Linked DNA regions of Mus musculus: regions 1, 3, 4, 5, 6 and 7 are each linked to region 2. A link is a contact called in public Hi-C, HiChIP or PLAC-seq and promoter capture Hi-C data. All regions are on one chromosome and are shown on one strand. Each heading gives the region's core, a stretch centred on a gene start, on an enhancer-like site or on the middle of the called end of the contact. The rest is flanking DNA. Distances are from core to core; before and after follow the strand shown. Region 1 holds the start of Clcn5 (chloride channel, voltage-sensitive 5). Region 2 holds the start of Wdr45 (WD repeat domain 45). Region 3 holds the start of 2010204K13Rik (RIKEN cDNA 2010204K13 gene). Region 4 holds the start of Was (Wiskott-Aldrich syndrome). Region 5 holds the start of Rbm3os (RNA binding motif protein 3, opposite strand). Region 6 has its middle 21 kb from the start of 2010204K13Rik. Region 7 holds the start of Glod5 (glyoxalase domain containing 5).

What was found. Promoter capture Hi-C pulls out the DNA fragments that hold promoters and counts their contacts. A called contact is a pair of places that touch in the nucleus more often than the background predicts. HiChIP or PLAC-seq counts read pairs in DNA pulled down with a chosen protein or histone mark.
Region 1: a Hi-C map of embryonic stem cells shows a contact between it and region 2, with 5 times the contacts expected there. The contact joins the promoter of Clcn5 here to the promoter of Wdr45 in region 2. A contact is called at or near these places in 14 of 39 promoter capture datasets (the 3T3-L1 cell line, 3T3-L1-derived adipocytes, the C10 cell line and 9 more), 4 of 484 Hi-C or Micro-C datasets (CD8 T cells, cardiomyocytes, cortical neurons and 1 more), 8 of 115 datasets of contacts at active chromatin or transcription factors (astrocytes, effector CD8 T cells, embryonic stem cells and 3 more) and 4 of 9 other capture datasets (adipose tissue, embryonic stem cells, liver and 1 more).
Region 3: a contact with region 2 is called in a promoter capture Hi-C map of stem cell-derived epiblast-like cells, with 12 times the contacts expected there. The contact joins the promoter of 2010204K13Rik here to the promoter of Wdr45 in region 2. A contact is called at or near these places in 18 of 39 promoter capture datasets (the 3T3-L1 cell line, the C10 cell line, the HPC-7 cell line and 10 more), 3 of 15 datasets of contacts at CTCF or cohesin (embryonic stem cells, large pre-B cells and pro-B cells), 13 of 484 Hi-C or Micro-C datasets (CD4 T cells, cortical neurons, double positive thymocytes and 2 more), 29 of 115 datasets of contacts at active chromatin or transcription factors (the NIH/3T3 cell line, T-cell acute lymphoblastic leukemia, astrocytes and 14 more) and 3 of 9 other capture datasets (embryonic stem cells, liver and macrophages).
Region 4: a contact with region 2 is called in an H3K4me3 HiChIP or PLAC-seq map of stem cell-derived neural progenitor cells, with 70 times the contacts expected there. The contact joins the promoter of Was here to the promoter of Wdr45 in region 2. A contact is called at or near these places in 9 of 39 promoter capture datasets (the 3T3-L1 cell line, the HPC-7 cell line, cranial neural crest and 5 more), 6 of 484 Hi-C or Micro-C datasets (CD4 T cells, CD8 T cells, brain and 2 more), 10 of 115 datasets of contacts at active chromatin or transcription factors (astrocytes, cardiomyocytes, embryonic forebrain and 4 more) and 4 of 9 other capture datasets (adipose tissue, embryonic stem cells, liver and 1 more).
Region 5: a contact with region 2 is called in a promoter capture Hi-C map of pre-B cells. The contact joins the promoter of Rbm3os here to the promoter of Wdr45 in region 2. A contact is called at or near these places in 15 of 39 promoter capture datasets (the 3T3-L1 cell line, the C10 cell line, the HPC-7 cell line and 11 more), 3 of 484 Hi-C or Micro-C datasets (double positive thymocytes, embryonic stem cells and uterus), 4 of 115 datasets of contacts at active chromatin or transcription factors (effector CD8 T cells, embryonic stem cells and large pre-B cells) and 2 of 9 other capture datasets (liver and pancreatic islet).
Region 6: a contact with region 2 is called in an H3K27ac HiChIP or PLAC-seq map of extraembryonic endoderm stem cells. The contact joins the enhancer-like site here to the promoter of Wdr45 in region 2. A contact is called at or near these places in 2 of 39 promoter capture datasets (the 3T3-L1 cell line and cranial neural crest), 1 of 484 Hi-C or Micro-C datasets (muscle stem cells) and 9 of 115 datasets of contacts at active chromatin or transcription factors (the SCID.adh cell line, embryonic stem cells, epiblast stem cells and 4 more).
Region 7: a promoter capture Hi-C map of pre-B cells shows a contact between it and region 2, with 7 times the contacts expected there. The contact joins the promoter of Glod5 here to the promoter of Wdr45 in region 2. A contact is called at or near these places in 4 of 39 promoter capture datasets (embryonic stem cells, liver and pre-B cells), 5 of 484 Hi-C or Micro-C datasets (embryonic stem cells, erythroblasts and large pre-B cells), 3 of 115 datasets of contacts at active chromatin or transcription factors (embryonic stem cells, extraembryonic endoderm stem cells and stem cell-derived epiblast-like cells) and 3 of 9 other capture datasets (adipose tissue, liver and pancreatic islet).

Annotation. Positions count from the first base shown.
Region 1 is chrX:7,317,878-7,320,663 of GRCm38.p6, forward strand. It overlaps Clcn5 (chloride channel, voltage-sensitive 5), which reads right to left and starts at 1,481. Exons shown (of 14, transcript NM_001243762.1): 1 at 1,229-1,481.
Region 2 is chrX:7,720,963-7,723,953 of GRCm38.p6, forward strand. Wdr45 (WD repeat domain 45) reads left to right here and starts at 1,258. Exons shown (of 11, transcript NM_001290792.1): 1 at 1,258-1,416; 2 at 2,887-2,958. The coding sequence starts at 2,904.
Region 3 is chrX:7,421,498-7,424,439 of GRCm38.p6, forward strand. 2010204K13Rik (RIKEN cDNA 2010204K13 gene) reads right to left here and starts at 1,491. Exons shown (of 2, transcript NR_027924.1): 1 at 1,382-1,491.
Region 4 is chrX:8,089,162-8,091,861 of GRCm38.p6, forward strand. Was (Wiskott-Aldrich syndrome) reads right to left here and starts at 1,330. Exons shown (of 12, transcript NM_009515.2): 1 at 1,130-1,330; 2 at 683-823; 3 at 95-181. The coding sequence starts at 1,267.
Region 5 is chrX:8,144,012-8,146,946 of GRCm38.p6, forward strand. It overlaps Rbm3os (RNA binding motif protein 3, opposite strand), which reads left to right and starts at 1,416. Exons shown (of 3, transcript NR_033561.1): 1 at 1,416-1,720; 2 at 2,481-2,607. It overlaps Rbm3 (RNA binding motif (RNP1, RRM) protein 3), which reads right to left and starts at 1,869. Exons shown (of 7, transcript NM_001166410.2): 1 at 1,627-1,869; 2 at 944-1,061; 3 at 562-668. The coding sequence starts at 1,046.
Region 6 is chrX:7,442,734-7,445,613 of GRCm38.p6, forward strand. No RefSeq gene overlaps it. Among named protein-coding and RNA genes, the nearest start is that of 2010204K13Rik, 21 kb to the left of the region's middle. Within about 2 kb of position 1,333, at least 25 of the 459 cell types and tissues checked have an H3K27ac peak or open chromatin away from gene starts, as enhancers often do. A contact at or near this core is called in the SCID.adh cell line and extraembryonic endoderm stem cells, where this site is marked.
Region 7 is chrX:8,017,173-8,019,872 of GRCm38.p6, forward strand. It overlaps Glod5 (glyoxalase domain containing 5), which reads right to left and starts at 1,320. Exons shown (of 4, transcript NM_027227.2): 1 at 1,245-1,320. The coding sequence starts at 1,271. All of the region lies in intron 2 of Gm39488 (a long non-coding RNA gene), which reads left to right.

The DNA of each region.
Region 1 (2,786 bases), core at 231-2,730, 400 kb before region 2:
TAAAAGCTAATTTGTATTTTTTTCCAGAAAGGCCCTCACCTTTTTGTCCTGAGGTGAATTCCTACTTCCATTGATTTTTACATAACCAACGTGTGCAACTCTGAAGTGGGAAAGCTAAAGCCCAAACGCTTAAGGCTAATACTAGTTGGAGAATAGTGTTGGCCCTCTTTAATGACCTCTTTTTCTTTAAAGAACAAAAAGGGTTCGTGTGTGCGCCAGTCCTCAAAACTCCAACAAAGACTGGGCTTTGGATGAGGAGAGGCTCCTGAAATCCAAGAAAAAGAGAGCTTAAACTCTAAGGATGAATTCACCAGGGAAAAGTGCTCCAATGAGTTTACCTGGAACATGGCTCAGTTTAAGTCGACTCCCCATCCCCCTCCTATTTTACTGTTAAGAAGTACTTACTGATCAGCACGTCGTGGAACAAGGGGAAATTTAACAGCTCTGAAATTCAACCCGGGAAATTACTAATACATTTATGAAGTATGTGTAAAGGGGAGTCTCACTGGTTTTTAATGCTTCACCTTCTGGCTTTCCCCTCATTTACTCGGCGCAGCTTCCACTGACGTTATCACAGGGCCACCCGTCCAACTTCAGTCAACTGATTTGTTCTGAAACGTTCATAAAGGTAAAAAGCACGTCAAAGTTAAGCTAAAGCTAAAGCTTTCTTTCCATTACTTGGAAAGGAGCTGGAGCGCGGGGCTCCAACCTCTGGAAGCAGCAGCTTAAGCGCATTGGGCGGCAAAGGGCGAAAACGCACACCAACTTCTTCGCCCAGACCGTCTGGACTGCACTTCGCTAAGAAGCCCTAGAAACCTGTGGCGGGTCCAAAGCAGGAGCAAGCCGAACCTGGCCTCGGCTGCGCTTTCCCAGCGAACGCCGCCCCAGCCCTGTCCTCTGGAGAAGCGACGCGGGCAGCCAAGCTCCCCGCTTTCAAAGCTGGGTGGGCTTGGCGCCGCTTGGCAAGGAAACTTCGATCGGCAGCCTGGGGACCCTGCTCCCCAGAACAGGGCTGGGCTGCCGAGGAGATGCCGCCCCGCTCTGGCAGGAACCAGGCTGTCCACCACCTCCTTCAGTGGCGGCCGGGCAGAGGGAACGCCAGCTCCGGGGACCGCGGTGGCAGGCGAGCGTTCTTCCCTGCTCGCCGTACCGGGGGGCTCCTCGGGTGGGCCGGCGGCCGGTGAGCCGGGAAGGACCTGTTGGGGAAGGGAAGCCCATTTGCCTTTACCTGTCACCGAGGTCCGGCGCGGCGGAGCCCGTGTCCACCGGCGGTGGGCAGCGCGCTCAGTCGGCTCTGGCGTTCCACACGGCGAGTAGAGCTAGCGCCCCACGTAGCCGGCAGAGCTTCATTCACACAGCCCAGCCGGGAGGAGGGGGAGCGGAGCGGGAGCGAGGCTCATGTGACAGGCGCCTTGGAGTATTAGCTCTGCCAAGACGGCGTCTGCGCATGCGCGCCACGGAGGGCCCGCTCCAGGCACCTCGGGCCGGCCAGGGGGGAAAGCGCCACCGAGAAGCAGCAGCTGGGAGGAGCTTCGGCATGCGCAACCGCAATAGGGTAGTCGGGCTTGCAGCCATATTTAATGAGGACTGGGCGGATCCAACCCAAATGCGGGGCGTGTCAGTTGCATTTGGGGGAAAAAAAAAGCAATGCTCCCTTCGGTTTCATTGTTTGCAGATTGCCTACCTTGGTTTTGCTTTTGTCTTTAGAACAAACTGTTTATCCTGAGTATCTTGCCCACAGCGGACATCAGACCACAAATTTAAGCCTCCCTTATGCCAGGCATTGTTCTGGCTAATATACTTTATTCGTTTCATTTAATGCTCACAAGAACTCATGAAGAGTGTGTCATTATCCGTTTTCCCTCATAAAAATACAGAGGCTCAGAAAGGTTACATAGCTTTTCCAATCTCACACTGTAGTAGCAATAAGAATAGTGATCAAATACAGTAGTGCTTGCAGGGGCCAATTTAATCCAACACAGGGAAATCTATACTGCAGTTACTTATAGGTATTATTGCCAATTTAATCATTGTCAAGCGAAAACTCAAGGTGACATATACTTCTAATCCCGATTCTTTGAGGTTGAAGGCAGGAGAATCGATGCGAGGTCATCCTAGGCTATATTGTAAGTTTGAAGGCAGGATGCTGTCTCAAAAACAGACAAACAAAACACAAAATAAAGCTCAGATTCCAACTGAGGTCTCTCTGTCTCCAAAGCCATTCCGAATAATTAGAAGAACTATCCTATCCTTGTGAGGAATGAACAGGTTATACAAATGGAGTGCAGCTATTAATTTATTGCAAGAACTAAGATTGGAATCCACATCATCAACACAAGTAATCTACCTAGAAGCCAAGTATTCAAATTCAAAATCCACTGTAGTAAATAGTATTTTTTTTTCTTGCAACAGGGACTCACTATTTAGCCTTGGATGCCTGAAACTCACCATGTAAACTAAACTGGCCTTGGGATCACAGATACTCAGCTGCTTCTGCCTCCCAAGCGCTGGGATTGTAGACCTGTGCCACACCCGTAGACTTTTTTTTTCTTTGAGAAGTTTATACAAGTATACAATAAACTATAATCTTATACGCTTCCATTTGCTCCCTCCAATTCTCCCCAAGAAATCCATATTTCCCCCAACACCTCCCCTCATAATTTCAAATTTCTTGTGTTAGTAACCCAATAAATCCAGTTAGTGCTGCCCATATTTGCAAGAGTGTGGGACCATTCGACAGACCAGGAAAAACCTACCAGAGGTCACACCCTCAAAGAAGAGCAATT
Region 2 (2,991 bases), core at 8-2,507:
CATTTGATAGGTAAGGAAGCCAGGGCTCAGTGGGATTCAGCAACTTGCCTGTGGATGCACAGCTAAAGAATGGTACAGTAGCCGGGAGGAGGGAATCTTCTAAGGATATGGGATATAGAATAGAATCATATAAAGGGATAACAGGGGAAACTACAACAGAAGGATTAAGTATGGAGGTCAGTATAGAGGAGGGACTATAGAAAGGAAGGGGTGATTAAGACTAAAGGTCTTTAGGCCAGGCTGTGGTGGCGCACACCTTTAATCCCAGCACTTGGGAGGCTGAGGCAGGTGGATTTCTGAGTTTGAGGCCAGCCTGGTCTACAGAGTGAGTTCCAGGACAGCCAGGGCTATACAGAGAAACCCTGTCTCGAAAAAAATAAAAAAAAACATAAAAATTAAAATAAGTAAAGACAGAAGCAGAGTGTTAACTATTATGGCTCTGATTATGGTAAATGCAAGGTAGTTCCCCATTCTTCTTTCCCTTTTATTGACTTTTTTTTGTAACTCAGGATGGCACAAACCCTCCGATCCTGTTTCAACAGCCAGTACTAACTCGTTTATTATTTCTCACAACTGTCGTGCATATTGCACTTATCTCAACACTCTAATATTTCCAGTGTGCAATTTGGGGCCTTTTGTGTTTCCATGTAAGCATTCTCTGTTTGTAGCTTTTGTTAAAAAAGACAGGACCTCATGTAGCCCAAGACAACCTCGACTGTCCCTCGCCAACTACTAGCACTACAGGTGTGTGAGCAATCACGCCCGGAGCACTCACATTTTACGGTAACAAAGGATCTTTTTGTAAAGAGCTAGGAATAGGGTGGGGAAAAGAAAGTAAAATTCCACTCTTATCTTTCCCCTACTCAAGCTGATCTCAACTTTCAAGATCTTTTATTCCAGCCAGGAGCACCCAGAGCCACAAGGTAAACAAACATTGATAGCCACTCTAGCCCAACTCGGAGAACTCGTTAGCCTGGGAGGTTTGCCCCTCTATCTCTCCGTGAGTTAACGAGTTCAATGCTTGGCCCGCTTCCGTTTGGGGGTGGGGGCAAGCCCTTTCCCGGGTTCCCTTAGACAGTCCTGCCTTTGGGCAGTCTTTTGTGCCTCCAGTCCCCTAATCCGCCCTCATTCTTTTTCCGGAACTTCCCTCGGAGGACTCTACTACTGCTCGGGATGCTCCACAGGTCCGCCAAGTGGGTGAGAAGAGCCCTGGCTGGAGTCTCTGCCCAGAATGAGTCACTTCCGTTCACAGACTCCCTCCTCCGGAAGTAAGACCTGATGTAAACAGCAGAGCTGGGCACCAAAGCCCGGGAGGTCAGAAATTTGTGCCGCAGGCGGCACCAACGGCTAGGGCAGGGGTCGGGGAGGGGTGATCAAGTCGGCAGAGGTGACGCGCATCTGGAGCAAGATCCAAGGGTTGGTCACGGTCATGGGTTGGGTGTTTCTACTAGAGGTCTTGACAGGTGATGGATGGCTGGGGATATGGGGGCTTGAGTCGGTGCTGTCTTGGAAAGGATCATGGCTTTTGGGAGAGGGTGAGGCGTTTCAATTAGGGTTCTTCGTTAGTGTGGGCATTTGGAGCATAGATTTAAAAAGGGCTCTTGGAAGCTAGTGCTCTCCAGAGTATGGCTCATGTAGAAGCAAGACCCAAGTTTTACGCGAGAAAAGTAGATTTGCGATCTTAGCTGATAGGTGTGCCTGAAGAGAGGTCTTGGAAGAGATGGGATTTGAAAAAAGGACGAGGTTTTTAGGGCAGGAATGTTTAGGGGAGGGAGTCAGAGCAGCAGCAGCAGCAGCATTGGTAGGTTGAGGTTTTCCTAGGCAGGATATGGGTTTTTTTTTTGGGAGGGGGTGGGGCTAGCGTGCCCTAGGGCAGAACCTTCAAGAGATAGCATGGAGACAAAAGGGACAAATTTTAGGGGGAGGGGACTCATGAGTAACATTGTGTAAGCTTAGGGGTCGTGGGTAGACAGTATAGGGAATGGAATGTGTCACATGTGAAGAATTTGGAATGTCAGAGTAATGCCTCGGGTGTGGGGTAGGGTGTGGATTGGTCTTTAGGACTTAAGTAGAGGGAGTGGAGGGGGTTCTCAGGCTTGCCTTTGCCTTGAGAGTTGGTCATATGAGAGAAGGGTTTGGGGAAAGTATGCTGCATGGGAGGATGTAAATGAGATACCCTGGAGGCGAATAAGCCTCCAGGTAAAGTTAGAAGGGCTTGAGGAGGGCAGTTCTGTGGGTGATGGGCCATTCACGGCAGTGAAGATGCAGGAAACCTTAGCTTTTTTTTTTTTTTTTTGTTTTTTTTTTTTTTTTTTTTGAAACCTTAGCTTTTGTTCCACTATTTATTGACAGGTGGAGTTGGGTGCCGGTGTGCAGATGAATAGCTTGTAGAGAGGTTTGAGGTCATATCAAACATTAGAGCTAAGAATGGCTGGGAGGGGGGAGGAGGTACCATGGGATATTCCCTACCCCATTACCCCATGCTTGGTGTTTGTGCCTGTTATGAGGCTTTTTGTCATTATGGGCCGGGATACGTTCTGCCTGTGGTCTTGGTTTAAACAGATACTCTGAGGTATCCTCCACTTGTTTTTGTTTTTTACAGTCTGGCAAAGAAAAGTATCAAAATGGGGAGGAAGCCAGGCGTGGTGGCATACGCCTATAATCCCATCCCTCAGGAAGTGGAGGCTGGAGGACTGCTGGGAATTGAAGGCCAGCCTGTGCTACATAGGGAGTACCAGGACAGCCAGGGATACATAGCAAGACCCTATCTCAAAACAAAATAGACCAAGTGGTGAGGAAGAAGAAATGATTTGGGGGACAGAAGTTGTAGGACTTCAGAGAGGACACTGGGGAACTCTTCACAATGCTGTCTTTTCTTGCGCCTAGGAAGGCCGTCCTGAATCATGACTCAGCAGCCACTTCGAGGTGTGACCAGCCTACATTTCAACCAAGACCAAAGTAAGCTTATGATTGTGTCTTTGTGGGAAAGAA
Region 3 (2,942 bases), core at 241-2,740, 300 kb before region 2:
CTGGAAAGGGAGGGAGTCAGAAGCCCTATGGGAAACTGTAGATTATAAGACTGGGGCTGCCTCTAGATTTCCCTTAGTTAACAAGACACCAAAACAACACTCCTTAGGCTTCTCTTGAGATTAGGGGCCTGAAATGTCAATAAAAATATACACGTTCAAGGCAATGACCAACTTAGTTTGTTCATGAGGCACTGAGCTACGTAATACAATGGTAAATTAGACAGCATGATCCATACTCCAGTGGAGACCCTAGTCCAAAAACAACCCTCCCATTTGTTAACACATTACCTACCCAGAAAATAGCTTAAATGTAACCTAACCAAAAATTAGGCAGCTCTAGATTCCCAGGTGTGCCTGGGCCATACATCTCTCAAGCCTACTGTTGTTGGGAGAGCTGGATCTGGGAAAGGAAGACAAGATCTGAAGTACTCATGGTTCCCTGCCTTACCCAAGCATTTCTCAACAGTCCTTGTAATTTTTTCAGAAATCCTTCCATTCAGAGTCCTGCCTCCCTCGGATGGAAACCCAAGCTTAGCCTAGGGGAAGGACTATGCCCTAGTAGGTTCTACTGATTGGATGCTCTTCCATACAACTTTGGCTCATGAGGAAAACAAGAACTGCCTGGCAGAAGCCATGCCCCATGGATGTGATAGACCATGACCAAGGGACAGTAAGGATTAGAATCAACTAAGATTTATTTATCTTATGTGTTTGAGTGTTTAGCTCACATACATTTCTGCGCAGGGACACTGGTTTTCCTTCCTTAGGTAACAAGGTAGACGACAGATGATATAGATGATAGATGGCATGGGTATGTGTGTGTGCACGCCCCTCCCCCTCGACCTATTAGGGAGCTCAAAGAAACTTGTAGCTGGCTAGAAATCTGATTTAGAGACTAAGTAGTAGAAACATGTATGTTCCCTCTTCTTGTCCGCATGGACACTGCTGTGGTTGAGTTCCGAACTATGTCTCTAGAACATCCACAACATCTACTTGTGGAAACTAACACTTGGAGGTGGGAAGATGCATAAATAGTTGAGAGCACTTAATTCTCACAGAGGGTCTGGGTTCAATTCCTAAGACCCACGTGGTGGTCCATAACTCACGTTCGGGGGGGGGGGATCGATCCAATGCCCCTCTTGTAACCTCTGTAGTCACCAGCACGAACACCTTACACGCGCGCGCGCGCACGCACACACACACGCGCGCACACACGCACACACACGCACATTTTACCTTCTTTAAGTACCGGGGGCAGGGGGGAGGGGGGAGTTTCCCCGTGTGCTCGTGCACGCGCGCACGCACGCACGCGTAGGGAATGTAAGTAAAGCGTCTAGACAATAAGGACCTAAAATGAAAGAGCCATAAGCTACCTACTTACGTTTTTATTTCTCAGTTCTCCAAGTTCCAAATCATCCGGCCCACTAAGGTCCAAACTTGGAGGAAGCTCGAGTCTCTGCTTATTAACACGTGTCGCGGCACGGCTGACTTGTGCGTCACCAACCACAAGGTGGCGAAAGAGATTATCACATCAAACCAGCCTGCCTTCTGCCTCTTCTATACCATTATTTTGCTAAGCAGAAGCATTTCCTGAGCGTGAGTCATTCAATGAGCACAGTGGTCCTATGGATTGTGGCCCTATGGATTAGCTATGATTTCACAGATGAGCAAACCAAGAGCTGCAGATACCTGTGGAGTTTGGCTGTTACCTATTTTTAGTACTGCATCTGCATTTACACCAGCGTCACCACACACATATGAGTACTGTAGTGTTACTTATTTGGCAATTGCTCTGCCATCTTTTGGCAATAAGAATTTATTTCATCCTCATCACAGTCTTACAGGATCACCATCATATATGTGGTCTGTTGATCAAACATCATCATACAACACATGACTATATGTTTCTATATGTTATCTATGTTTTTACTTAAAGGTTTTTTATTATGAAAGAAACTGTATTCCTGGTAACAACTTTCAAATTATAATAATGAGTAAAAAGTCTCCTTTCTTCCCATTAGAACTAGTCAAAAGCGTAACTCCTCACATATTCCTTCATAATTTGTTTACAAATACATAAGCATACTTCATATGTTTATCTTACAATGCACACAAATATATTGTACACACTGTTCTACAGCTTGCTTTTTCTAATTAGGACAGTATCTTGATAGCAGATGTGAGCTGAGGCCACACTGGCCTGTGGACCTCATTTACAGATCTGGAGTAGGACGTGACTGTCCTCACCTGAGAACAGCAAGTGTGTCACCTGATATATTGCAGCCTGAGGTGACAATGAAATGTGGAAGAAGAGAGCGGACTCTCTGCAGCAGCAAGAAAGCGTGGTGAGGTGTAAGGCAAGCCTGTTAATGGGCAGCAAGTGGGACTGGTCCCCATCTCTGGTATATTCAGGTCCTTAAGCTATAGTTTTGAGAAAGTTCAGATTTGGATACAGGCAATGTTCACAGTGCCTTTGGGGACAGGGCACCTCTTTACACCACCGCACAGTGCCAACGTGTGGAAACCCTGTGGGGTAGTAATTGGTAGCATTTTAAAGGTGACAAAATTGAGACTCAAAGAGGACAAGGCTCCCAAGGCTACCCTACTTGAAGCAGCACCTCCCCTTACCTACCTTGTCAGTACTTACAGGACCCTGGGGAACTATTGGCTATTGGTAGACTCTGGAAGACCGGATATCATTATCTTCAGATATGTACCCACTAGGGAAGCCAGCCAGGTCCAGTGCATAACTCCACAGTTACAGTCACATAAGCAACCCTTTTTAAACTGAGTATGTCACAAAACAAGAAGCCATGAGTGTAGGAAAGGGAGGACAGGGGTGAGAGAGAGACAAGAAAGTAAGGATTAGAGCAGTCAGAATCCATATATATAAACATATATGACATTATTACAGAACAAACTTAATTTATAAAAAACATTAA
Region 4 (2,700 bases), core at 80-2,579, 370 kb after region 2:
AACTTCTAGTACGCCCCCCACATCCCCGGGACTTTCTCATCTCCTCCCCATCCCCCCCAACTGCAGCGCAAGGATGCACAAGCTGCTCACTTACATCTCCAGCAAAAGTGTGGAAGAACGGGGTGGGAGTGAGATAAACCAGCTGAGAGTACAGCTCCTGTTCCCAGAGTAGCCGACCAGCCTGGAAAGTGGGGGGAGGTGCATGCTGAAATCCAGGCATCTTGGGTGGCAGACCACTGGAGCATGGTGTCCAGGTTTGGTGTCCCGGGGTTTTATTTAAAGCTCTTCAGCTTCAGCTCACTATCAGAGTTTGGGTTCTAGGTGTCTGAGAGTCAGACACCGATATGAGAGATATGGGTTTGGGAGCCAAAGCCTATATGTAGGAGTTGAAGGCTCCACGTTGTGAATTTAAGATTCCAGTTCTAAGAGTATTCAACATGATTTAGAACATATTTGAGGCTGAGGCTCAGGTATTTGTGGAGCAGATCTAAGTCTTGATATAAACCTTCTGAGGTCCGTCTTCTTAGACTCAGAATGAGAAAAACACAACTTGGGATCTGTATTGGTCTTTGGTTCTGGAGCTCAGGGGGTCACTGATATGAGTGAAGGCTTGGAGCTGTGGACAAAAACTGGTTTTGTAAGTTGGGAACTAGCTTTCCTGTCCAGTGGGGCATGGGGTCACCTGTAGGCCATAAAGGCGGATGAAGTAGGACTTCTGAGGGTTATCCTTCACGAAGCACACAGCCCCGCAGTGTTCCATGGTCCAGTGCTCAGCTCCAGGGGGCAGTGCCAGGTAGAGCTGAACAACTGTGGTAGCCAGTGTCTAGGAGGGGAGAGCAGGGGTCAGTGCAGTGTGCTCATGGGTCACCAGGCCTGGTCCTTGCCTGCCTGTGGCTTTCATGAGCTTGGGGAAAGAGCTGTAGCCAGGAGGAAGGGGAGTAGACATCAAGATAATGGGGAGTGAGTGAATCTGAGGAGAGGAGATGGGGAGAAGGGGGATACAGGGATGATGGGAACAAGGAGAAGGGAAATATGGGTAAGAGGAGGAAGCAGAACGGGGAAGAAGAAGTAGAGAGGAAGAAGAGGAGAGGGAGGGAGACTGGGAGGACCAGGAGATCTCCCAACTCACCCAGCATTTTCGGCCAAGAAGCTCAAAGAGTCTCTGGTTTTCATGGTCCTGGAGGAGGTTGGAAGGAATGTTCTGCTGAACGGCTGGTCCCCCTCGGCCCCCAGGCCTGCCTCCTACAGGGCCAGGGCCACTATTCATGCTGCCTTCTGCCTTAGTCCTCTCCAGCTAAGCTCTGGGTGCAGGGTAAGAAGAGGAACTTCCGCAGTGAGCAGGGGAACAGGAAGTACAATAAACCACAAGGGAAATAAGTCCTCCAGGGCCCCCCAGAGGGCCTGTTCTCCTCTCTAGGACAGGCATGGGCCCTCCTCCATTTGCGTGGCTAGATCCAAGTTTGTAATGAGCTCAGGGCATCTTCCTTTCTTCTTTCTTCCCAACGTCCTCTCCCTTTTTGTGCGGGGCCATTTCCTTCTGACAGGCTTAGATCAGCCTTGCTCTAGTCGGACACTGAGGGAGAGCTACGCCATCTGCAGAGCTTCTCCTTCAGGGTAGCTACGCAGAGAGTAGTCACAAGTCTGTGTAGCCTCCTTCCGTCTTCCAAAAGCACCGACTTGGCCTGGGGTTGAATCTAAGGCTCCAGGTGCTAAAGGGCCATTGCATTACAGCTTTTCCTTTTAAAGGCATATTGAGCCGGGCGTGGTGGCGCACACCTTTGACCCCAGCACTCAGGAGGCAGAGACAGGCAGATTTCTGAGTTCGAGGCCAGCCTGGTCTACAAAGTGAGTTCCAGGACAGCCAGGGCTATACAGAGAAACCCTGTCTCGAAAAACCAAAAAAAAAAAAAAAAAAAAAAAAAAAAAGGCATATGAACTAATCTCTAGCTTTGGACGTTGCCAATGATATAGAAGGCCATGACTCACTTCCCCATCTTTTACTCTTGCCCCCTGTAGCTCCCTAATTACTTTCTTTTTCATTTATTTATTTCATGTATGCGGGTACACTGTCGCTGTCTTCAGACACACCAGGAGAGGGCATTGGATCTTCATTACAGATGCTGTGAGCCACCATGTGGTTTCTGGGATTTGAACTCAGGACCTCTGGAAGAACAGTCAGTGCTCTTAATCACTGAGCCATCTCTCCAGACCCCAATTACTTTCTTTTGTAAAATTTATTTTTATTTTATGCGCCTTGGTGTTTTGCCTACATGTATGTCTGTGTGAGGGTGTCAGAGTTACAGACAGTCCTGAGCTGCCATGTGTGTTCTGGGATTTGAACCTATGTCCTCTGGAAGAGCAGTCAGTGCTCTTAACCACTCAACAATCTCTCTAGCCTAAACTCAGACCCCCACCCCTTTTTTGTTTTTTGTTTTTGTTTTATTTGGTTTTTGTTTTGTTTTGCTTTGCTTTGCTTTGCTTTTGTTTGTTTGTTTGTTTGTTTGTTTGTTTTGAGACACGTTTTCCCTGTGTAGAGCCCTGGCTGTCCTAAAACTCACTCTATAGACCAGGCTGGCCTTGAACTCACAGAGATCCATCTGCCTCTGCCTTCTGAGTGCTGGGATTAAAGGCCTGTATCACCATGCCTGGCCCTAATTACTTTCTTTTCAATCTCATTCGGGAAGGAAGGACTTGACAGTA
Region 5 (2,935 bases), core at 166-2,665, 420 kb after region 2:
GCACAGGCAGGTAGGTGTAGGCAAGAGCCCAGAAATTCCTGCTGGGCACCAAATTCTGGGTGCCTCGTCCAAGCCAAGCTCCGCTGACCAGAATGGCTTCACCAGGAGCTATGGAATCCCACAAAAAGACCTGAATCCACCGGTCTCCCCTGCTACTACTTACATCTTGACTGAACTCAGGCTGACGTATCCTCCCCACTCCTCTAAGCTGCCCGACTATTAGGGCTAGACACCTCTCTCGGTCTGAGGCTTCAGAGTCCATCCCAGCAGACTCACGAGGTCCTCTCCGGTCCTCTGCCAGGCCCACAGCTCTGCAGACTCTACTACCTAAGCCCAGAGCAGGTCAACCATCCACAGGTGGCTTCTCCGCCTCATGCAGGACCAGTCGTCGCCTCCCAGGCAGCCCGGCTCTGTCTGCCGCTGCCCTCCACCCCCTAGAACAGAAGGCAGTCATGCTCCTGTGAGTGGCCACGCTGCCCCTGGCAGACATAGAGGGAAAACAGAAAGAACGAAGAAAGTGGCAGACAGGGAGACGGCCCCTGTGCAGGCAGGAGGCCTCACCTCTCCATTCATAGCTCTCATCGCATCTGAGGCATGCTCTGGGTTTGTGAAGGTGATGAAGCCAAAACCCCGGGATCTTTGAGTCTCCCGGTCCTTGACAACAACCACTGGGGGAGGGGCAGAAAGACAAATGTTAGAACCCTAACATCTAAGTAGAAAGTAATAGCCAGGCACAGCCACAGATCAAATAGCACTTGGGAGAATTAGGACCCCGCCAACCCCCCCGCTCCTGTTTAAAAAAAAAAAAATCCTGTATCCAACTGAATTTATTTCAGCCTAACCGTTACCGTACAGACATGGAAGTTAAAGAGAATTTCAGGTTTTAGTTCTAGACTAGCTCTTCTCCACCAACCCTCAACCCCGGGGCTGGTCCATGGCTCACCCTCAGAGATAGGCCCAAAGCTGCTGAAGTGGTCTTCAAGTGCCTGTTCATCGGTGTTGAAGTTGAGCCCTCCTACGAAGAGTTTCCCTTCTTCAGACGACATGGCAGAAGGCAAGTCCTAAAGGGAGTGCACGAATTATTGGGGAGTCAATGTGGCAGGTAGTGAGGTGTACAATATCCGGATACAGAGAATTACAGCGAAGACAGAAAATGGGTTAAAAGAGACAATTCAAATGGCAAGAGGCTCGGGAGCAGAAAAGGCGGGAACCAGCAAGGCTGGGTGAGCCCATCCGCCATTTGATGACTCCTATCGCGCATGCCCACAACATCCCAGGCTGCCACGCCCGTCATTTTGTACGGTCGCGCAGGCCTACAGCAGCATTGCATTTCCTCTTTCCCCGCAGAACAAGATGGCGGCGGTCACGTGGGAAGGGACAGCCGGTACAGGTTGGCGCGTGGTCCCCGCCGCCGCCCGAGCCCGTGCCTTCCGGCATTTCTCCCGTTCCGATGCAGCACGCCCGCCTCACAATGAATACATTTTTGCCTTCGAGCCTGGGACTAACCCTCCTCAAAGCTCAAGCCCACATATCAGCGGCCACAACTCTTCCTGCCCTCGTCCCTCGCCCATAGAGGGCAAGGAAGTGAGGTGGGGAACGAGCGCTGAGCAAGGCGAAGGCGCTTACCTGGAAATTAAAAGTCAGAGGACGGCAGAGACGACGAGCTCGAAGGAACCGGGAGAACAGAGAGACTGCGGCGCGGGAAGACGCCTGATAAAGCGTGCGTAGCCGAGACGTCACACAACGTCCCCCAGCGCGCCCTGGCGTGCGTGCTCATTGGTTGAGGCCAGCGGGGGGGGGGGGTTGGGAAGAGGACGAGGAAGGCGGAGGCAGCAATTTGCCTCGCCGCTTCCGGGAATCGAGAGGAGCTTTATGAGTTCAGTGCGTTCTCCTATAAGCATCTCCTTTCTGCCCGAGAGACTGGCCCCCTTTCCATCTCAAACGGTTGGATCCATAGAGCCTTTTCCTCCCTGACGTCATTTTCAGTGTTTTTGACGTCATCTCTCCCTTTCCATAGGAAGTCCTAACTGACAGTAGGTCGGTGCCAGCGAACTGCCGTCCTCAGAAACCAATCTTTTCTTTTTAGACCTTTAACTGCATATCCCTTAAGGCCCCGAGGCCTTCAGAGTTCTTCCTGTCAAACCTTACATTTCCGAATGCTTAGCCCCTCCTCCTAACATATAGCTGTGTGTTAGCGGACTCCTTCCCTTGGTGTCATCCTCTGACTTAAGTTTGCATCCTTATCTGACAGTCTCTTTACGCCTGATAATGCGTTCAGCAAGCCAGGTAGCCTAGCTTCAAAGGATGCAAATCTCAATCCACTAAACGAATTTTACTCTCTATTCGGGATACTGGGTCTTGATCGAAAGGATGAACTTTTGCAGTACATAATGAAATCCATAGCAAGTAGTGTCTAAGTCCACTGCCTGACGATGTGATCTTTCCCAGCCTTCAGTGCCTAATAACTTGTTTGCCTCCAGGAACTCTACATTGTTGACTCCTAGAATAAATTTGTTCAACATTGTAAAGGCCTGCCTCCCACTCCTCCACCAACCCCACCACAAATCGATTTGCTACCCTTTGGATGCCATTCATCTGTAATTCCTGGTAAGCTTATTCCCACATTTCTCAGTGATTTTCATGGATTTTTATTAAATTTGTAAGTAGTTATCTTTAGTTGAATACTTTTTGTTGTTCTAATATTTCTCACCCTGTGGTCTGTCCCTCACTGTATGCTCAGGTCACCCTGGAACTCATAAAACTTTTGCCTCAGCCTCTTCAGTGCTGGGATCATCACCACAACCAGCGTGTCTGTACTTTTAAAGAAATCCTCCCTGCCCAGGTCCCAAAGATACTCTTCTGCAGCTTATTACGTTAGCTGTATACTTTTGCTTTTAGTTTAAGGTCCTCAGTCCTTCTATAGGGTTCAGCTCAG
Region 6 (2,880 bases), core at 83-2,582, 280 kb before region 2:
CTGTTTCTTTCTCTTGCTTAATTGCTCTTATTAAAACGTCTGGTAGTATGTTGAAGGAAGTCAGTGAGAACAGACACGTTCGTCATGTTCTTGATCTTAGAAGAAATACTTTGCATTTTCCCTATTCAGCAGAAGGTTGACTTTGAGTTCCTTGTACTTCCATTTTACTAACTTGAGGTTCAATTTTTCTGTGCCTAATTTTTTCAGGGCTATCATACAGAATGGCATATTTTACTGAATGTTTTTTCGGCATCTATTGAGATTATCATATAATTTTAATCCTGAATTCTGTTGACTTAATGTATTAGATTTATTGATTTGGATATGTCGATGTTGCATCACCAGAATGAAGCCAACTTGATCTTTCTTGAGATCCTAATTAAATTTGATTCTCTGGTATTTTGTTGAAGTTTGGTGTCTATGTTTATCAGAGATACTGGTCTATAACTTTCTTTTTTAAAAGATTTATCTATTATTATATGTAAGTACACTGTTGCTCTCTTCAGACACAGCAGAAGAGGGCATCAGATCCCATTACAGATGGTTGTGAGCTGCCATGTGGTTGCTGGGAATTGAACTCAGGACCTCTGGAAGAGCAGTCAGTGCTCTTAACCATTGAGCCATGTCTCCAGCGGGGTCTATAACTTTCTCGTTTGTTGTTTTATTCTTATCTGGTTTTGACTACAGACTCGTGCTGGTCTCAGAACAGCTTTGGAAGGCTTCCTTTCCTCTTGGTTTTATGGACTACATTAAGAAAAAGGAATGGTCTTTAAAAGTTCGCTAAACTGCTGCAGTGAAACTATGTTCTGGACTTTTCTTTGTTGGGGGACTTTTTATTTCTGATTCTTTGTTTTTAATGATTTGATGGTTAATTTGGTAAATCATACGTGTTCAGACATTTCTTCCAAGCTAGCTTGTTAGCAAATAGGTTTTCAGCATAACTAACTCCTAATGATCCCTTGAATTTCTGTGCTATCAGTTGTAACATCCCCTTTCCTTCATCTGTAATTTTAGTTGGATTTTGTGGTTTTGTTCTATGTTAGTCTAGCTAAAAACCCATCTCATAGACAGATACATACATACATACATACATACATACATACATAGTAAATGTAAAACAGTGTTTCCCTGAATTCTGTTAGCCACTCTGTTGCTGTAAAAGTGAATATGTAAGTTAAATATACATCTTAGGGCTGAAATAGCAAGTTCAGCAACACTAGGGACGATTACTGGAAATAAAAGGGCTTGCAGCTGGGTATGAGGTAGCCCTGTGAACAGATAAGAGAAAGGCCGGGGCTCTGGGAAAACAACAAAGCTTATTTTGACAGGCTCCAGCTGCCTGAACAGAGAGATCGGTGACCTTTCACCAAGTCTTTCATCTAATTGCAACAGACCCAACAGTAAGTAAGAAGAGCTTCTGAGAAAAGCCTCTACTCGTTACATTCTTGTTCTTAAAGGTTTGGAAAGGCAAGGGACCTCTAAGTTAATATGTGATCTGCAGATGTACTTATAAGGTGGACTACAGTGCTAAGAGTCACCAGAGCAGTAGGTGGGAGAGAGGGGCTGATTAATGAGTGACTATTTCAGGCTGTCTCAGATCCAGGCACCAGGCAGCCGAGCTTGGTTTTCTCCCATGCTCCTGCTGGCAGCGGGACTAACTGGGGGCTAGCTTGCCTGCCGAGTTCTCTGCTCAGGCCCTGAAGGACCCTGATATATTCATAAAATCTTCTTTTAAATCCACAATACATCAGACACAATTACTGATGTTATGGTGTGCTTACAGACAGGAGCTAGCATGACTGCCCTCTGAGAGCCCCAACAAGCAGCTGAAAGAGCCAGAAGCAGATATTTACACCCAACCAATGGACAAAAGCCCGGGACCCCTGTGGTGAAATTAGGGAAAGGCTGGAAAAAGCTGAGGAGGAAGGAGGAGGGTGACCCCATAGGAAGACCAGCAGTCTCAATTAACCCGGACCCCGGAGATCTCTCCGACACTGAGCTAACTATGCAGCATACCGTAGCTGATATGAGGCCCCCAACACATATACAGCAGAGGACTGCCTGGTCTGGCCTCAGTGAGAGATGTACCTAACCCTGGAAAGACTTGAGGCCCCAGGGAGGGGGGAGGACAGGTGGGGCGGGGGACTAGGGGCATCCTCTTGAAGACAGGGGAGGAGAAGTGGGATGAGGAACTATTGGAGGGCAGACCAGGAAGGGCATAATGACTGGGCTGTAAAAATGATTAAATAACAATAATGCACAATTCAAAGCCCACCTTGTCAGTCGTGCCTTAGGGAAGCTCCCTCGGCTCTCCTTTTCGATGGTTTGCCTTGCTTAGCTCTGTGCCTAGCACTTTGCTAAGTAAGCATTTGCTCAAGCCTTCCATGGATCCTGGGTGAATTCATTGCTCAAGTGCTTGAGAACCAAGAGATCCCCTGCAAACATCTGCTCCAATTCCAGCAAATAACTGAACCTAAGAAAGGGGTCACGGGAACTCCTGATTTATGGTAGGCTAGTCAGAAGTACCAGAGGCCTGGATGTGCTCTTGGCATCTGAAGTAAAGGGCAGTTAATGTGAGTGGAGCCCTTAACCCATGAGATTCTCCAGGTCCACAGCATTATCTGAGAGAGAATTGATGTCTGCAGAAAATCCTCACCTATAGGAAAGGGTACTAATAAGAATAAAGCAGTTAAAAAAAAAAGAATAAAGCAGTAATGGAAATGCCAAAATGGAGCCTTTTATTTTGTATGCTAACATAAAAGACAAAACCCATACACATATGGTATCAGAAATTAAATATGGAGGATAATGAGAGTCTAATGGGAGGAAAGGGTTTATGTTTTTCCTAAATGTTTATTTCCTAATTCAGTGCTATTGAGA
Region 7 (2,700 bases), core at 70-2,569, 300 kb after region 2:
CTAAGGGGCATTCAGGCCCCTGGAAGAGAAAGCTGTATATTTTGTTTTAGGTTTTCCAATCCTATTTGGGGCTCCGTGTTCACAGCTTTCCCAAAGGACCAGAATTTGATTCCTAGTACTCATGCTAGGCAGCTTACAAAGGCTTGTAACCCCCGACTCCACGGGATTTGGTGCCCTCTTCTGGCCACTATAGGCAGCTGCACTAACATACACATGAATTAAAAATAGTCCTGTTGAAAATGTTTGTTGAATCTGTATGAGCGCCCTGTTTAGTTCCTGATATAACTACTTTATGCTTTTCTCCTCGTGTCTATGGTGTAAAGAGAAATTACTAGTATTTTCTGAATCTGATTGAAGCAGCAGCCCTGAACATAGCCGATTTTTATTGCACATTTGCTTTCTCTTTCCATCTCTGTGCTCATCTCTCCCCTCTTATTTATTTTAATGGTTTAAGCAAAGCTGTTCATTTCCCAGTTCCGGTCACTGACTTTCAGGATTTTCTATTTTATTTTATTATTATTTATTTATTTGATTTGTTTTTTATTTTTTTCGAGACAGCGTTTCTCTGTATAGCCCTGGCTGTCCTGGAACTCACCAGGCTGGCCTCGAACTCAGAAATCTGCCTGCCTCTGCCTCCTGAATGCTGGGATTAAAGGAGTGCACCACCACACCCAGCTAGGATTTTTTATTTTTTATTTTTACTTTTGCAATCTGCATTTCTATCTGCATGGTTCCCCCGAAGTACTGCTTTTGGGGCACCCCCAGTGCTGAGGGTCTAGAAAATAAGCTCATCCATTTCTCTGAGTAGTCAGTGCCCTGGACAGCACGGCCTCCCTCCTTTGGTCTGCTCCAGAGTCCTCTTAAAGGTTCCCTCCAGCCTTTCAGGGCCTCTGAGTCTTTTGACCAGCTTCAAGGTCATTGTTTCTCGGGGGCCCTTCTGACACAGCTCTGTCCTGAGTGCCTCATGGGCATTCTCCAGGAACCACCTTTGGGTGTCTCTACGTGTCTGAAGCTGAACTGTCTCCCCAGTGAAGCACCCAGAGAGAGCGGCCAACCCTTAAACCCGAGCCCTCCACAAGCCCAAGCAGGGCTTCTGCTGCCCTCTGGTTATCTTTAAGAAAAGCCCAAGGAAGCTAAAGCCACAAGGGTGTCCCTGAGAAGGAAAGCAAGTCAGCAGACCCAGGTTGGGTACCCCCAGCCTGGTCAATACTCATGCCCCAAAGCCTCCACGACCCCACACTTACCTGACTTTCAGATGTTGGATCACACATCTTTCCTGGTAGACTGGAAGGCAGGTAGGTTGGGGCTGAGGCTGGCTCTGTGCCTGGAGATCAAGGGGCAGGAATGGGAGGTGCTAGCTGAGGACATTGGGTGTGGACAGAGGCAGGAGGTGAAAAGCAGGAAGACTAACTGAAACTCGGGGTACAGCTTAGTGGTACAACAGTGCTGAAGAAACCCTGGGTTCTACTTCTAGCAGTGCAAAACCAAGCCAAACACTGCCAGCCTTGAGAATAAAAGTACAAATATAAGTGCTTCCTCTTTTGAGGAGCTGAGGGTCTTGATAAGTTGTTGAGATTGGTCCCTAATGGTCCTTCTCTGTCAACTGCCAGATGTGTCACGTCCTGCTAAGCAATCATCCATAAGAACACAGAAAACCAGGAAAGCACCCATCGAGAGTGTTGAGACTAGCAGTGCCCTATGAGAGAGCTCCGATCCACCTTGTAGTGTGTGACTAGGATGGAGTGTCTGAAAGAGTTGCTTGTGGGTCTGCAGCTGAGTGAGGATTCTTTTAAATGGCTATGGGTGTTTTGCCTGCTTTCATGTCTCTGCACTACATTCATGCTTTCCGATTGCAGAGGATAGAAGATGGCATTGGATATCCTGGAACTGGCCTTACAGACAACTGGTTGTACGCTAGCTACCACATGCAGATTGGGAATCAAACCTAGGTACTCCAGAAGAGCAGCAGATGCTTTTAACTGCTAAACCATCTCTCTAGTCCTGAGCTAAGATTTTTTTTTTTTTGAAAGGGGGTCTCGCTGTATTTGAAGCCTCACAATTCCTATCCACGCTTGGTCCCCTCCCCACCCCACCACTATTTGCTTCGCTTTCACAAGCTTTCTATCTATGGGTTACCTATCAGGACCAGGGTTAGGTGAGTCTGAGATTTTTGCCTCTGGGTACATACCTGGGTGCCCTGGGTGTTATTAAACATATGGTTTTCCTTTAAAAATTATTTCCAAGGCCTATAATCCTAGCTACTCAAAAGGCTGGAGCAAAAGGAGCAAAAATTTGAGGCCAGGGTACTGGCTTAAAGCTTAGGAGCTCTGGCTATGCTTCCAGAGGACCACAGTTCAATCCTCAGCCCCAACATGGTGAGGGCTATAACTCTAGTCCCTAGGAATCCAACTCCCTCTTCTGGCCTCCTCAGGCAGCGTACATCCAAGTGGTACAAAGACATACATGCTAGCAAAATATGTCTGCCCATAAAATAATGTTTTAAAAAAATTCAAGACAACCTGGGCAAATCATTAAGATCATCTCTGAAAATAAAATTTTAAAAAATTGCAGGGGTTGGGGATTTAGCTCAGTTGTAGAGCACTTGCCTAGCAAGTGCAAGGCCCTGGGTTTGGTCCTCAGCTCTGGAAAAAAAAAATGCTAGGGACATTTAGCGTTAGCAGTAGCATGTTTGCCTGGCTC